Regions from separate parts of the Bombyx mori genome. Here all the other regions are linked to region 3. The links are chromatin contacts, called in public Hi-C maps. All regions are on one chromosome and are shown on one strand. Each heading gives the region's core, a stretch centred on a gene start, on an enhancer-like site or on the middle of the called end of the contact. The rest is flanking DNA. Distances are from core to core; before and after follow the strand shown. Region 1 overlaps LOC101741421 (inositol 1,4,5-trisphosphate receptor). Region 2 overlaps LOC101738244 (serine/threonine-protein kinase Wnk). Region 3 overlaps LOC101740855.

Region 1 (4,399 bases), core at 320-2,819, 240 kb after region 3:
GAATTGCAGAGGACAATAATTACTTTTTTTTTTTTTTTTGTCAGGAGGAAATCGCCGGACTTCCGCCCTTCACTGGGGATGGAGGGCGGGGCATGTCGGAGTCGAACCGACTAAAACCTCCTGTCTCTCAACAACCAACGTCCAAACCTCGCATGAGACAAAACTCATGAAAAGGCAAAGGGGGGAAAGTGAAGCGTTTAGTGCGGAGCACATCTCTCTCATCACCCTCCCCCTCGGGACGCCGGACTGGCGGTCGTCGGCGCCACGAACACCAGCCCTCTCGGTCGGCAGGCTATCCGAAGCCCGCCTAGATGGCGCCGGTTAGAATGGTCTATCCTACGGAATACCCCGCTGGGTCAGAACCAGCGTGGGTTGAGGATAGCCGGCCTTCCATCACCCGGATGCTCATGCATAAAACGCGTGCAGAGCAGCTTGCACGTCGTCTTCTTAGGCCCCCTTCGCCGGTCCCCAGGCCGACATGTGAGGGGACCCGAAACACTTAGAGGGCCAGGGCTTGGGCGATATCCGCCTCCCTGGCCCCCGCTCGACGGCGGCGGGCCTGTGCGTCTCTCACGCGCCCCGCCGCCTCCTTCTGCGAGATGGTGCACTCGCAGAAGTCGAGCATCGCCTTCCACGACTCGTCGTCGCCGAGCATCGATGCCACAACACTCGGCAACGACAAGTCGTTTCCTATTTTTGCGACGAGGACACGGCGCCACCCCTCCCATGCGGGGCAATAATTACTTGACAACAAATATAGAGCGATCTGAATGTTTTAGTAATGTGATTTGGCAAGCGCAGATTCGATTTGGGGGACTTCGTCATTCTTTTCTGAACAAGTCCTAAATACTAGTATTCTCTCAATAAACGAAATTGTCCTGAATTGTTTGTAATGAACTGACATCTTACAATTTTAAATTTAATTATTGACAGTTGAAAAAAACAAAGGTCCTTTTTTAGGACAGGACGTGGGTGTGTTTAATATTAAAATTGCAATAGTGATAGTGTGGTTATTAAATACCGATACAACTTTGGTTCATAATTCAAAATCGAAATTATGACGATTTCAATATATGACAATATCGTAGGGAATATTGCTATTCTAGTAAATACGCAAATCTATAATTTTTTATTTATTGCTTAGATATCTGGACGAGTTCACGGCCCAACTAATGTTAAGTGGTTACCGGAGCCCATAGACATTTATAACATAAATGCCGTTACCCACCTTGAGATATGAGTTCTAAGGTCTCAGTATAGTTACAACGGCTGCCTCATCCTTCAAGCCGAAACGCATTACTTCACGGCAGAAATGGGCGGGGTAGTGGTACCTACCCGTGCGGACTCACAAGAGGTTCTACCACCAGTAAAATTATAAAGACTTACTCATCAAGCCACAGTCGATTTATGTTTCAGTAACATCCTTGCTCAAAACATATACAATTTAAATGTAGAGAGTGTATATAAACAATGGCAGTGACAGTTACCTGCACGGTTGTGCTTTGGTCGCTGAAGGGCGAGTTGAAGAACGTGCATATGGTGTGCATGAGCACGTCGGTGACGTAGTTGACCCAGGCGCGGTGCGTGCTGGTGGTGGACGGCTTGTGCGACGACGACGGCACGTCCGACCCTGGGGGAGGGGAGGGGGGTGAGCCGGAACCCACACACGTCACTAAACAGTAGCTGTACACCTCGGACATGAGGTGCAGTCGCATTACCTAGTCGCGCGTGGTTCTGCCAGTCATATTTTCCTGGTTCATGATCTGATAAAACTCAAGCTCATATTTCGGGATGCGGAACGGAATTTACCTATGTGGTCCGGTAGCCGTAGTACAGGTAATAATATTGACGCGTACTAAAAATTCAAATAATCATTCTTTTGTCCTTGTGGTTCAGTAATAAAGCGGGTACTCACAGGCGGCGCCGCTCTGCAGGATGGCGTGCATGTCCTGGAGGAAGGAGCGCTCGAACAGGTCCCACATGTAGTTGCTGCTGTAGATCTCCTTCATCTCCACCTCCGTGTCGATGTAGCAGTGGTTCAGGAAGCCCACGTACGCTTCTTTCACCTAAACATAATTACATTCATTTGTCGTGTGTAGTTTTGATTTTGCTTGGAAAGTCGTTGTCTACACAATTGTGTAGACAACGAAAATAAAATTTTATGAAAAATAATTTTAATTTTACTCTAAACAGTCGCATACGCACGAAGATTGATTGGTAATTACGTTCACTTTCGGTGAGATTGTTAGATTTTTGAAGTGAAAACTTCTTTAGAATCGTTGTGATTTCAAACTGGATGCAACGGAAAAAACGACAGGTAAAAGACACAAATACAAAAATGTGTAGGATGAAGCCAGCAAAGAATGAGACAGAAATATACATACTATTTAATACAGCGCCATCTGTGAGATTTTTTAATACTAACGTGTGTATGAAAGCTCTTGTAGTGAATTTTAATTTAGGATTATACGTGAAATTAAAATATCAATTCACAGAGGGCGCTACCTTACAATTATTTACTAATGACAAAATTTTACATATACTTAAGACGTTTAGGATAATTGTATTTTAATTTTGGAAGGTTTCACTTCTACCACGTGTGAATTGCACACATTTTGTTTTTTTTAATTGTTTTAAAACAGACGCTTGAATCAAATGTCTTTCACCCGTCCTTATGTACGAATGAATTTTTGTAACTTACATGAGAACCATTTAAAGTTTCAAATTTTGGAAAAACTATCATGACAAAAAAAGTCGTTAGCTATTAGAATGGAGTAAATATAATTGAAGTTCAATTAAAAACATCGAATTGTTGATGCTAATACCAAATAAAACGGACCTTTCATTACAAAGATAAATGTCGCGTATTAAGCGAAATGAAAATTGCTTATATGGGTGGACGAGCTCACAGCCCACCCGGTGTTAATTGATTACTGGAGCCCATAGACATCTACAATGCAAATGCACCACCCACCTTCAGATATAACTTCTAAGGTCTCAGTATAGTTACAACGGGTACCCCGCCCTTCAAACCGAAACGCATTACTGCTTCACGGCAGCAATAGGCAGGGTGGTGGTACCTACCCGTGCGGACTCACAAGAGGTCCTACCAACAGTAAATAAACCGTGCTGGACCAATGATACACGATCATCTGCCCTGAAGCGAGCGTTCCCTCCCAGTCGGCGGTCGTCACCTCGGGGATGCAGTGCGGGTTGGTGATGGCGGACACGATGTCGTCCAGCGGCAGCAGCGAGTGGCACTTGATCTCCGTGTACACGTTCTTCCCCATAGTGCAGCACGTCAGCAGCTTCACGAGCTGGATGTGGTATCTGGTGGCGAATTTGACCACGTCACTATCGAATCCACACTCAATACAGTACCGTGCGTGTCGTCAAAGATAAGGTAAGTATTATCTTTATTACATAGAATATTAGCCTATCCATTAAGCACATGTATTTTCTACATGGATACCAAGTTTCAAGTCATTCGGATGCATGGCTCAGTAGTTATAACGGAACATCCGTAAAAAACACTGTAGATTAATATGTTAGTATAGATGGCGTTAATTTCAGTTGACCTTGTTTAATTATGAGGTCTTCTCAAATCTTAGTCTTTTTTTATTGCTTAGATGGGTGAACGAGCTCACAGCCCACCTGGCGTTAAGTGGTTACTGTAGCCCATGGACATCTACAACGTAAATGCGCCACCCACCTTGAGATATAAGTTCTAAGAATATGAATGATATGTAAATCCGATTTAGACTACAGCATCTCAAAATCCTCTGAAGTAGTAGTTAGTATGTGATCTAGTATTACAAGGTGTCCACTCACGTAAGAGCTTCGGGCATTTCCCCTTTCTCTTTGTACTGTTTCATCATCTGTATGAAGTAATTGAACGAAACTTTGTCATTGTAGAAGACCAAGACATCCTCGCCGGCGTTCACCATCTGTGATGAAACAACGAAGAAATTCATATATAATCCGTATATCCAATATATTCATGTTATAAATGTGAAAGAGTGTTTGTTTGTGCTTTTTTCACGTGGAAAAGACGCAATGGACTGACGTGATTCTTTAAAATGACAGTTTTAGGCCAAGATGGTGACACAGGGCACCTTGGATCCCGAAAAAAACGTCTCATTCCTACGGGACATTATACCGACAATTTTATGTAACCACACGAGCATAGCCGCGAGTAACATCTAGTGATACCAAAAGCAAGTATGTAATTATGCATATTTGTTTGTATTACATAAAAAAGTAAGCAAATAATATACTCTATGTAACCAAAATGATAAATAATAGCAGAAATTTTCACATTAACAGAAAAAACTTAATTCAAATGAATTGGCACATATTGCATAAAACTATTATCTAAGAATTTCAAAAATTATATTTC
Region 2 (4,225 bases), core at 913-3,412, 180 kb after region 3:
AGTTCCACCAGCTGAACAACGAGGAGACCGCCATGAAGCTACTGCAGCACAACCTGATGCAGGCCAGGATGTCGCCGTCAGAACAGCATCTGCAGCATGCGCTGCTCGAGCATAAGCTGAAACAGCAAGTACGGAAACTTTTAAATTTCATAACCAGTAATTACATACAGATATTATATCGATTTCAAGTTTCTCGTGAATTTAGGTCTTTGTGTATTTCTACAAAGAAATATATTTATACTAGCTGACCTGAAAGACTTCGTAGTGCCTTAATCGATAAATAAAAGACCTAAGCTTTTGTATAAAATAAACCTAAAACAAACAAAAGGAATCTGTCCGACGGGGGACACATCAAAGGAAAAACAAAATTGTTATTTTTATTTGATTCCGAGAATTTTCATATTTATCTACCTTTTAAACCTTCTCTGGACTTCCACGAATAATTCAAGACCAAAATTAGCCAAATTGGTCCAGCCGTTCTCGAGTTTTAGCGAGACTAACGAACAGCAACGATTCATTTTTTATATATATGTATATAGATTTCTGATATTAGAACATGTATATTAAAGTATGGCCTTCCATAATGTGCAGGACTGATCAGAGTCATTGTTAAATTTGGTTAAATTTCGCTCACAAATTGCAATTATTTGTGATTTTATTTCCAGGCCCTAATGGAGCAGAATCTCTTAAACCAGCACATGCTGGAACAAACCGTCCAAGGTCAGGTGTTGATGGAACAACAAACCCAGCAGATCCTCGAACCGACAGTTTCGCAGAATCAGATTCAACCGAACCTCCTCAACCAGCAGCTGACCGCCGAGATCAATAACCAGAGTCAAGTCTTACAGCAGCAAATTATCCAGCGCCAACAGAACATCATTGCTCAGCAGGCAGCCGCCATCCAGCAGAAGCAGTTTGAAGAACAACTGACAACACAGGAGCACATCATGAACGCTCCCCAGTCCGTGGTCAACAATCAGATCCTAGATCCCTCCTTGCAGAACTTACAGAATATTTTAGCTCAAATCATTCATAGACCAGAAACGTTGCAAACAAGAAAGGAGTCTGAATCTGAAACCCAACCCCAAACTCAAGCGCAGACCGCGGTGCCACCCATGCAAACAGAAAACGAACAACTTCAGGAGCAAGAGCTGAAACAGAAGATGCAAAACTTGATAGGGATGCAGATGCAGCAACAAAACGTATCCATACAGCAGAACCAACAATACGTTCAGCCGATGTTGACGGCCGTGGATCCTGCTATATTCGCTCAGCAGCAGCAAGTGGAACAAGCCCAGCAGCAAGTCGCGCAAGTGCAGCAGCAACTCAATATGCAGAAGCAAATGCTGGCGCAACAACAGTATGCGTTGCAGCAGCAAATGCTTAACCAACAGCACCTGTATATCCCCGGACAGACGCTCTCCCCGCAGCACTTGAGAACGTTGCAGCAGCAGTATTTGGCTCAGCAAGAGTGGCAGATGCAGGCGCAACAGAAGTACATAGACCCGCAGAATATTGCGTATTTGGCCCAGAAACAACAACTAATCGGTCAGCAACAACAGAAGATGGAGGAGATGTTGCGAGCCCAACGGCCCATGTACCAGAGACAAGCGTCAGAGCAGAGCCAGATCAGTTCCACCACAGACGTACACGACCAGCAGATGATGATGCAGGACTATCAGAAGCCAGCCCTACAGCAACAAGTGTCAGTCGATCAGCTACAGTACCAACATCAGTATTTGGATCTGCAGAAACAAACTCTTCAGTCTGAGGACCCCTACCACCACAAAGTGCATCAGATGCAGGGGCAGTCTCTTCCTCACAATTTGCAAATGGCGCAGAACTTCAACGTTGTCCAACAGGACAGGCAGATATCTAGTCACGAGGGAACGCCCGTGCAGAACTATACTTCGAATCCCCTGCAGATGTACCAGCAACAAAACCAGCAGATGCAGATGATGCAGTCGTCTATTCCGTCCTCAATGGCGCAGACCATGCAAGATAATGTGCAGAAAATGAGCGTCGCACAAAGTATTCCTCAACAAATGACCCAGCCCATGCACACGCAGTCCGTGCCTCAACCGGTCCAGTCGATGCCTCAGCCCGTGCAAGCGTTGCCTCAACCGAACCAACCCATACAGCATTCCATCTCGCAGCCTGTTCAGTCGCTCCCGCAGTCCACACAGGGGATGCCGACGATGCAGCCCGCATCCATGGCTCAGACTATGCCAATCCAATCCATGCCTCCGCCCATGCACTCAGTTCCGCAGACCATGCAAACTGTCCAACAACCCGCTCAGGTCCTGCCTCAAAACGCTACGATCTCCCAACCTTTGTCGCAGCCGCAGCAGGTTCCATCCATCCCGCAGTCCCAGGCCATCCCGCCAACGCAACTCATCAGTCAGCCGATACAGTCGATACCGGCAGCCCAGTCGCACCCGACTCCGGCGCATCCCCAGCCGATCCCATCCCATCCCGCGCCGCACGAGTCGGTCCCCCAGAGGTTGAACTTGGAAGAGACCGGCTTCCACGTGAACGGTGGTCAAAAGGAGCAGTTCCTAACTCCAATGACGGACGTACCCTCCAGCAGTGTACCCGCAGATGCAGTCAGACAGCCAGAGTTGGGTTCCGTTGATGAGAAACAAGCTGACACACCAGCCGAAGGTAATTTTTTATTTATTTATTAGAAAATGCAGGCGGGTATCAATTTTTCTAATGAAATACGTACTTAACAAATGTTCGCGATCGACTTCCACGGTGAAGGAATAACATCGTGTAATAAAAATCCAACCCGCAAAATTATATTTTGCGTAATTACTGGTGGTAGGACCTTTGTGAGTCCGAACCACCACCCTGCCTATTTCAGCCGTGAAGCAGTAATGCGTTTCGGTTTGAAGGGTGGGGCAGCCGTTGTAACTATACTGAGACCTTAGAACTTATATCTCAGGGTGGGTGGCGGTATTTACGTTGTATATGTCTATGGGCTCCAGTAACCACTTAACACCCATCAAAGCAATAAAAAAAAGCTTCATGATACTACATACTTAACGACATGTAAACTTTTACTAGGCACAGCCATTTCATCGCCGGTAACCAACGAGAAGAAATCTCGCGGCTCGAAGAAGCGTTCCCGGGAGAAGGACAAGCTCCCGAAGCTGACGGTGCTGGAGGTGAACGAGGCCGGGACCGGGGTGGAGTGCCAGCTCGAGTCCAAGTCCAAGACCGTCACGTTCAAGTTCGACGTCACCGATGTCAACCCGGAGGAGATCGCCAGCAATCTCGTGAGTCGACGCCCCGTTTCTCAATCTCTATTTCTATTGCTTAGGTGGGTGGACGAGCTCACGGCCCACCTGGTGTTAAATGGTTACCGGAGCTCATAGACATCTACAACGTAAATGCGCCGCCCACCTTGAGACATGAGTTGTAAAGTCTCATTTTGAACAGTACAACGGCTGCCCCACCCTTCCAACCGAAACGCATTACTGCTTCACGGCAGAAATAGCCAGGGCGGTGGTACCTACCTGCGCGGACTCACAAGAGGTCCTACCACCAGTAAAGTCCCTCTCGGGTGTTTTAATTAATGAGCCCAGTGCAGCAGTACATGTTAGCGTGTTGCAGGTGTCGAACAACCTGCTCCCGGAGTGGCAGAGCGCGACGTTCATGGAGCTCATCCGCGACATCGTGCGGCAGCTCATCGCCGACCCCGCCGCCACGCCCGTGCTCAGCCACGCGCACCACTCCGCGCTGCGACTCAACATCGATAAGGTACGACCGGCAGAGTGCTGCTCCATTCTATATATTCCGTATCCTATGGTCGAATCATAACGAATATTTCTAAAGACTCTTTGGCGGGAACGCGAGCAGTGAAGTTGTGTGATTTGTTTTATTTTGTCTATTTAGTGTTTCTTCAGGTTTAAATGTGTAATAACGGTGGCTTATTAACTGTTTAATATCTGTGTTAGTGCACAAATGTGGGAAAATGAAACAAAGCCGCTGAACGTAACTTCTCGGGATCCCCCAAAAGATCAACTGAAAACGTCTCAGTAAATGACCACTATTTTACTGAGATTATATTTCATCCCATATCATCTCATCTCATTTCATTTCATAATATCATTTTTCATATAAAAAAGTTTTCATTAAAATTAGAATAAGACTTGACCTAAAGGTCTTAGTTACCAGGTCATAAAATCCTTAAAAAAAGATTTCTAAACTTCAACTTGAT
Region 3 (4,567 bases), core at 396-2,895:
TCAAAACTCCACTACCAAAATTGAGAACATTCATGTAGAATTTAATAGACGGCCTGTGTTTATTTTGTTGATGTGTTTTTTCCATCACCGGTTGTCTTTGGGCACCGGTAACCACTTAACACCAGATGGGCCGGAAGCCGTATATCGTGTTGACGGAACAAGGCTGCGATTGGTCACCAAAGACTAAAAAAAATTTTTTTTTCTAAACCGTACTTAGGGTTTTTAAAACCTTTTAGAATAGTAAAATTGAATGAAGAATTGAACAGGAATAATGAATGGAACATTGTACTAATGTCAGAGTTCACAGTCGCGCCGGGTCCGGCTCGGAGACCACAGCGGAGCCGGGGTGGGGGGCGCGCAACGGGGCCGCCCCCCACCGCCGGAACGGGACCCGGCCCCCCGACCCCTACGCCGCGCTCGTGCACCGCCTGCCGCCCGCCGGGGGCAAGAAGGTAACGCACACACGCATACACAATATGGACATTTGACATAAAACTAGACGTGGTATGACGTGGTATATGATGCCCCAACACGATCTTTTTGTCAATTTTAATTATGAGTCATAAGATTATTGCGATAGTGCTAGTCTCTGCTCACTGATACCCCTCAAGCACCGGTCACCGTCCTCGTCGAACCTGCGCTTGCGACGAAAGGGCTCGACGAGTAAACTAACCCCATAGACACAGCCCACTGAGTTTCTCGCCGGATCTTCTCAGTGGGTCGCGTTTCGGATTCGCTGGTAGATTCTGCGAAGCACTGCTCTTGCTGGGGCCAGTGTTATCAACACTCCGGCTCGAGCCCCGTGAGCTCACCTACACGCCAAGGAGAAGCTGAAATAGCCTCACAAGGCTATCAGCATAGGTAGGAAAAAAAAACTGATACTTAATTCAGTATTATTGTAAAATGGCAGCCCTATCCACTCAAGCCTGAAGCTAGGACAGTTAAAAAGTATCGTCATGTGCCGCACGCGTAGTTTTATTGTGCTTTCCGTTCATTACATCCATACACGAATAAGATCTACTTATCCATTTAATTTTGATAATATTTTATGTATTTTTGATGATCCTTCTCGCTGTTGGGTGCATTAATGTTTGTAAACTAAAATCAGATTAAAGGCTTTTTTTCTTTAGGTGAAGACAACAAAGGAACTGCTAGAACAGATTCAGTCACGAGGGAAACCCCTCTCCCCCGGCTCCCCGGTGGCCTCCCCGCCCGCCTCGCCTGACGTCATGCTCATTGAACCTGAACGTTAGTATTCATTTACATAAATTTTCTACCAGACAACCAGAGAGGTGAAGGTTGAAACAAGATTTTCTTTCAGCGTGTCCTGTAAAGGTGAGCTCCCCGCTTCGCAACGGTTCATCTCCGGCGCCGGCGGTGACGACCCCGGTCCCCGCCGCGCCCGTTTTCATCTCCGAGATGGAGGAAGAGGGCGTGGAGTGCACGTGCGGGGAGGAGCAAGAGGACGAACACTGTCCGGCGGCGAGCCGGCGGGTCCTGCAGCCGCTGCACGTGCACGCGCTGCACCACACGTACGTGCCCGGCGTCAACGGCACGCGAGCGCCCCCCCTGCCCCACCCCTTCGCGGTGCGGCCCCCCGCCAGACCTGACGACCCCGATCTCTTTACCAGCGTCGTACCCCTGTACAATTACTCAGATTATGCGGACGACTACTGTGTCAAAAACATGTCGCGGGTTCCGATCTGTCCGCACCTACCGTGGACGGAGTTCGCGCCTGCGCCCCCCTCGCCGCCTCCACCCCCGTCGCCCCCTCCGATTCGTCCCTATCCGGTAGACGAGCCGGTGGTGAAGCGGGAGCCGGAAGACCCGGATACCGATCCAGAGGCCGGACTCGACGACCGGCCCGACGGTAAACCTAAACCAGACTCTTCGAAGGTTGAGTCCGAGATGGTTGGCGTCCCGAGCCTCGAGCCAAGCGAGCGGCTCAAGGCGCCGCTGCTCTCCAACGAAGAGGAGACGCAGTTCGGCAAGAACGAGCCTCACCCTCGGATGGAAGTCGAAGAGCAGTTCGAGACTGAACCCCAGGAGCACCGCACCGTCGAGAGAACGAAAGAGGTGAAGCCGGAGAAGAAAGAGGAGACGGTGGACGGGCGGACCCTGGTGGCGCTGTGCTCCCGCGCGCTGGACAGCACGCGCTACGACTACACGCAGATGAGCCGCGCGCCCGTGCTGGCGCTGCCGGAGCACGAGGGCGCGCTGCGGGCGGCGCTGGCGGGCGCGGCGGAGGGCGCGGCGGCGGGCGCGGCGGCGGGCGCGGTGGACGCGCTGGGCCGCCCGCCCCGCCCCGCGCAGTTCGCGGAGTGGCACGAGTGCGCCACGCTGGGCGACGTGCTGGCGCTGCCGTATGTCGTCATCGACTGATCCGACCGAACCTGTGCCAAACGGTCACCGACCAAGTGCCCTTATATTAGTTACGTAAGCTCCCGCTCTTGTATATATACACCGGTGCCGCTCGAATATGTAAATACGGACTCTGTCTCGCTTCCTCCGCCCCCCCCCCCCTCTCGCTCGCACACGACGCGAACACCTGGTACTCTCCTAGGATACGTTTTTGAAGGTGTCACCAATTTGTATAACGTTAAGTTTTGTGTAATACGACATCAACTACTGTAAGTTTGAAAGGAACCAAACTCTAAAGCTTCCTCGAGTACAAAACCGACACACGACACATCGAACAACGTGTAACAACAACCCCGGTCGATTTTTGTTAATTAACATCGATAATTATGATTACTTTAAGTAATGATTTACATGACAATAACAAATACCACACACACATATAACAGTAGATAATATGTAAGAATAAAGTTTCATATATACAAATCTTCTCTGGCGTGTGTGACTGAACTCTTCGTAAAAGGTTGACCGATTTTAGGCCTATTCAAGTGGAATGTTCGAGAATGGTTTAGAATCACAATTCGGTCCGCTACAAAAATGTTTCAAAATTTTTTATAATATAAAATTCTCGTTAAAGTTATTATATTATTCAACAATGTTACATATTAAAAAATTGTAAAAATTTTTTTTAATGTTTCTTTTTTGTCAATACTTATTGGGACTTTAAATGTATCTTTTATTTGCTTCACTCTTGCATAACTTGTTTTATATTTATACGGAGTGTGACTATAGTCCGTCCGACAAGTGATGATATACAACATTGAAATATATTTTTTTACGTCTTTAAAAATACCAGCTGTATATAGAATATCGGCTTTGTACTTATTTATCTCTAGTTTTTGTTTCTGCGCTTTAATACTAAATTTAAATTTGGAAGTGCGACTTGAAAAGTCGAAATCCGACTTTAAAGCTCTATTGTCGGGCTTTTTTTTCTCATTACTGCATAACGAGCCATTGCTATTCAATTAACGTTGTCTTTTTATACTAAATTTTATATTGTACACGCTTCTACCAATAATGTCCCTATAGTATGCCTCGCTTTCGCAGGGTTGTTGTTACACGTCAATAGGAAACTGGACAGTTCTAGTTTTGTCCGAAAACCGGCTACATTGCGTGTGACGTCATTTGTGGCCAAACCAAACTATAGATCCTTCACAATGATCAATCACATAAGACCTCGTGCGCTGTTATCGGTTTACAGCTTGACAGGAAAAGAAAATCCAATAGAATTATTCGATATTATTCAGTGGTTAATGATATTAATCGTTAATATCATACAAAATAGCGATTGAACGATTTTAAAATAAGTAATTATGATCTTGATTGATGATTAAGCGAAACGGAATATGTATGTTTGTTTGCAATTAAGTTGTATATACATATGTTTAAGTTTGATGTTTGAAATGTCCCGTCACACTTATGTGAAAATGGTCTTTTTTTTTTTTAACGTTTTGTGATATCACCTTTTGTATTTGATGTTTTGCTTTCAAAATGAGTTTTTCCTTTTTTGTTAACTGTACAGATTTTTTCGATAAATTAACTCTGTTTGCTGTCAACTGTACTCTGAAGTCGTTAACATATTGAAAGCAAAGTAACAAGATATTTTGTAAAAAAAAAAAATTCGACACGAATTCATTATATTGAAATGTTAGTTTAAGAAGTGCTCTCACTCGTTATGATGATTGGCATCATTTGATAGACAATCAGCAGCCTCTCGTACCCGAATGTGATGAAACAAAGGAAAATAAACCTTAACGTAGTTAGTTAAAGTGTTACAATTGTATATACAAATAATGGATCCACGCATACAACATAATGTTGCCGACGGTGAATTAAAAGTAAATTTAAAAAATTTAGCTGAACTAATTCAGTTGTTTTTGTTGACGGCACTAAACCTTTGGTACAGTAGATTGGGGGAATCGGGACGCTTTCCAATTCCAACACACATTTCAGCGGTTTTTCTTAGGTTAATACCAATAAAATTGAGTTTAAAACGGTTCCAGAGGTTAAAATTGTCATATACGATGCGTTATTATGCATAGTTCATTGATAAATATACACAAAAACTTAAAAAACTAGCTTGACCTGATCCACCTTGGCTTTTGGGGTGATTCGGGTCACGTATGGGGACAATAGAGTTTTTCGATAG

Evidence for each region. A called contact is a pair of places that touch in the nucleus more often than the background predicts.
Region 1: a Hi-C map of posterior silk gland shows a contact between it and region 3, with 2.0 times the contacts expected there. The contact joins two enhancer-like sites. A contact is called at or near these places in 2 of 7 Hi-C or Micro-C datasets (middle silk gland and posterior silk gland).
Region 2: a Hi-C map of posterior silk gland shows a contact between it and region 3, with 2.6 times the contacts expected there. The contact joins two enhancer-like sites. A contact is called at or near these places in 2 of 7 Hi-C or Micro-C datasets (middle silk gland and posterior silk gland).

The regions. Positions count from the first base shown.
Region 1 is chr27:2,149,727-2,154,125 of ASM3026992v2, forward strand. LOC101741421 (inositol 1,4,5-trisphosphate receptor) reads right to left here. Exons shown (of 59, transcript XM_062676440.1): 31 at 3,832-3,947; 32 at 3,195-3,330; 33 at 1,916-2,066; 34 at 1,488-1,630. Among protein-coding and RNA genes, the nearest start is that of TRNAM-CAU, 18 kb to the left of the region's middle. Within about 2 kb of position 1,570, at least 3 of the 8 cell types and tissues checked have open chromatin away from gene starts, as enhancers often do.
Region 2 is chr27:2,083,444-2,087,668 of ASM3026992v2, forward strand. It overlaps LOC101738244 (serine/threonine-protein kinase Wnk), which reads left to right. Exons shown (of 34, transcript XM_038021020.2): 17 at 1-128; 18 at 666-2,664; 19 at 3,070-3,281; 20 at 3,619-3,765. Among protein-coding and RNA genes, the nearest start is that of LOC101738380, 30 kb to the right of the region's middle. Within about 2 kb of position 2,163, at least 4 of the 8 cell types and tissues checked have open chromatin away from gene starts, as enhancers often do.
Region 3 is chr27:1,905,331-1,909,897 of ASM3026992v2, forward strand. It overlaps LOC101740855, which reads left to right. Exons shown (of 10, transcript XM_038021030.2): 8 at 308-452; 9 at 1,131-1,248; 10 at 1,322-4,567. The coding sequence ends at 2,382. Among protein-coding and RNA genes, the nearest start is that of LOC101740855, 27 kb to the left of the region's middle. Within about 2 kb of position 1,646, at least 4 of the 8 cell types and tissues checked have open chromatin away from gene starts, as enhancers often do.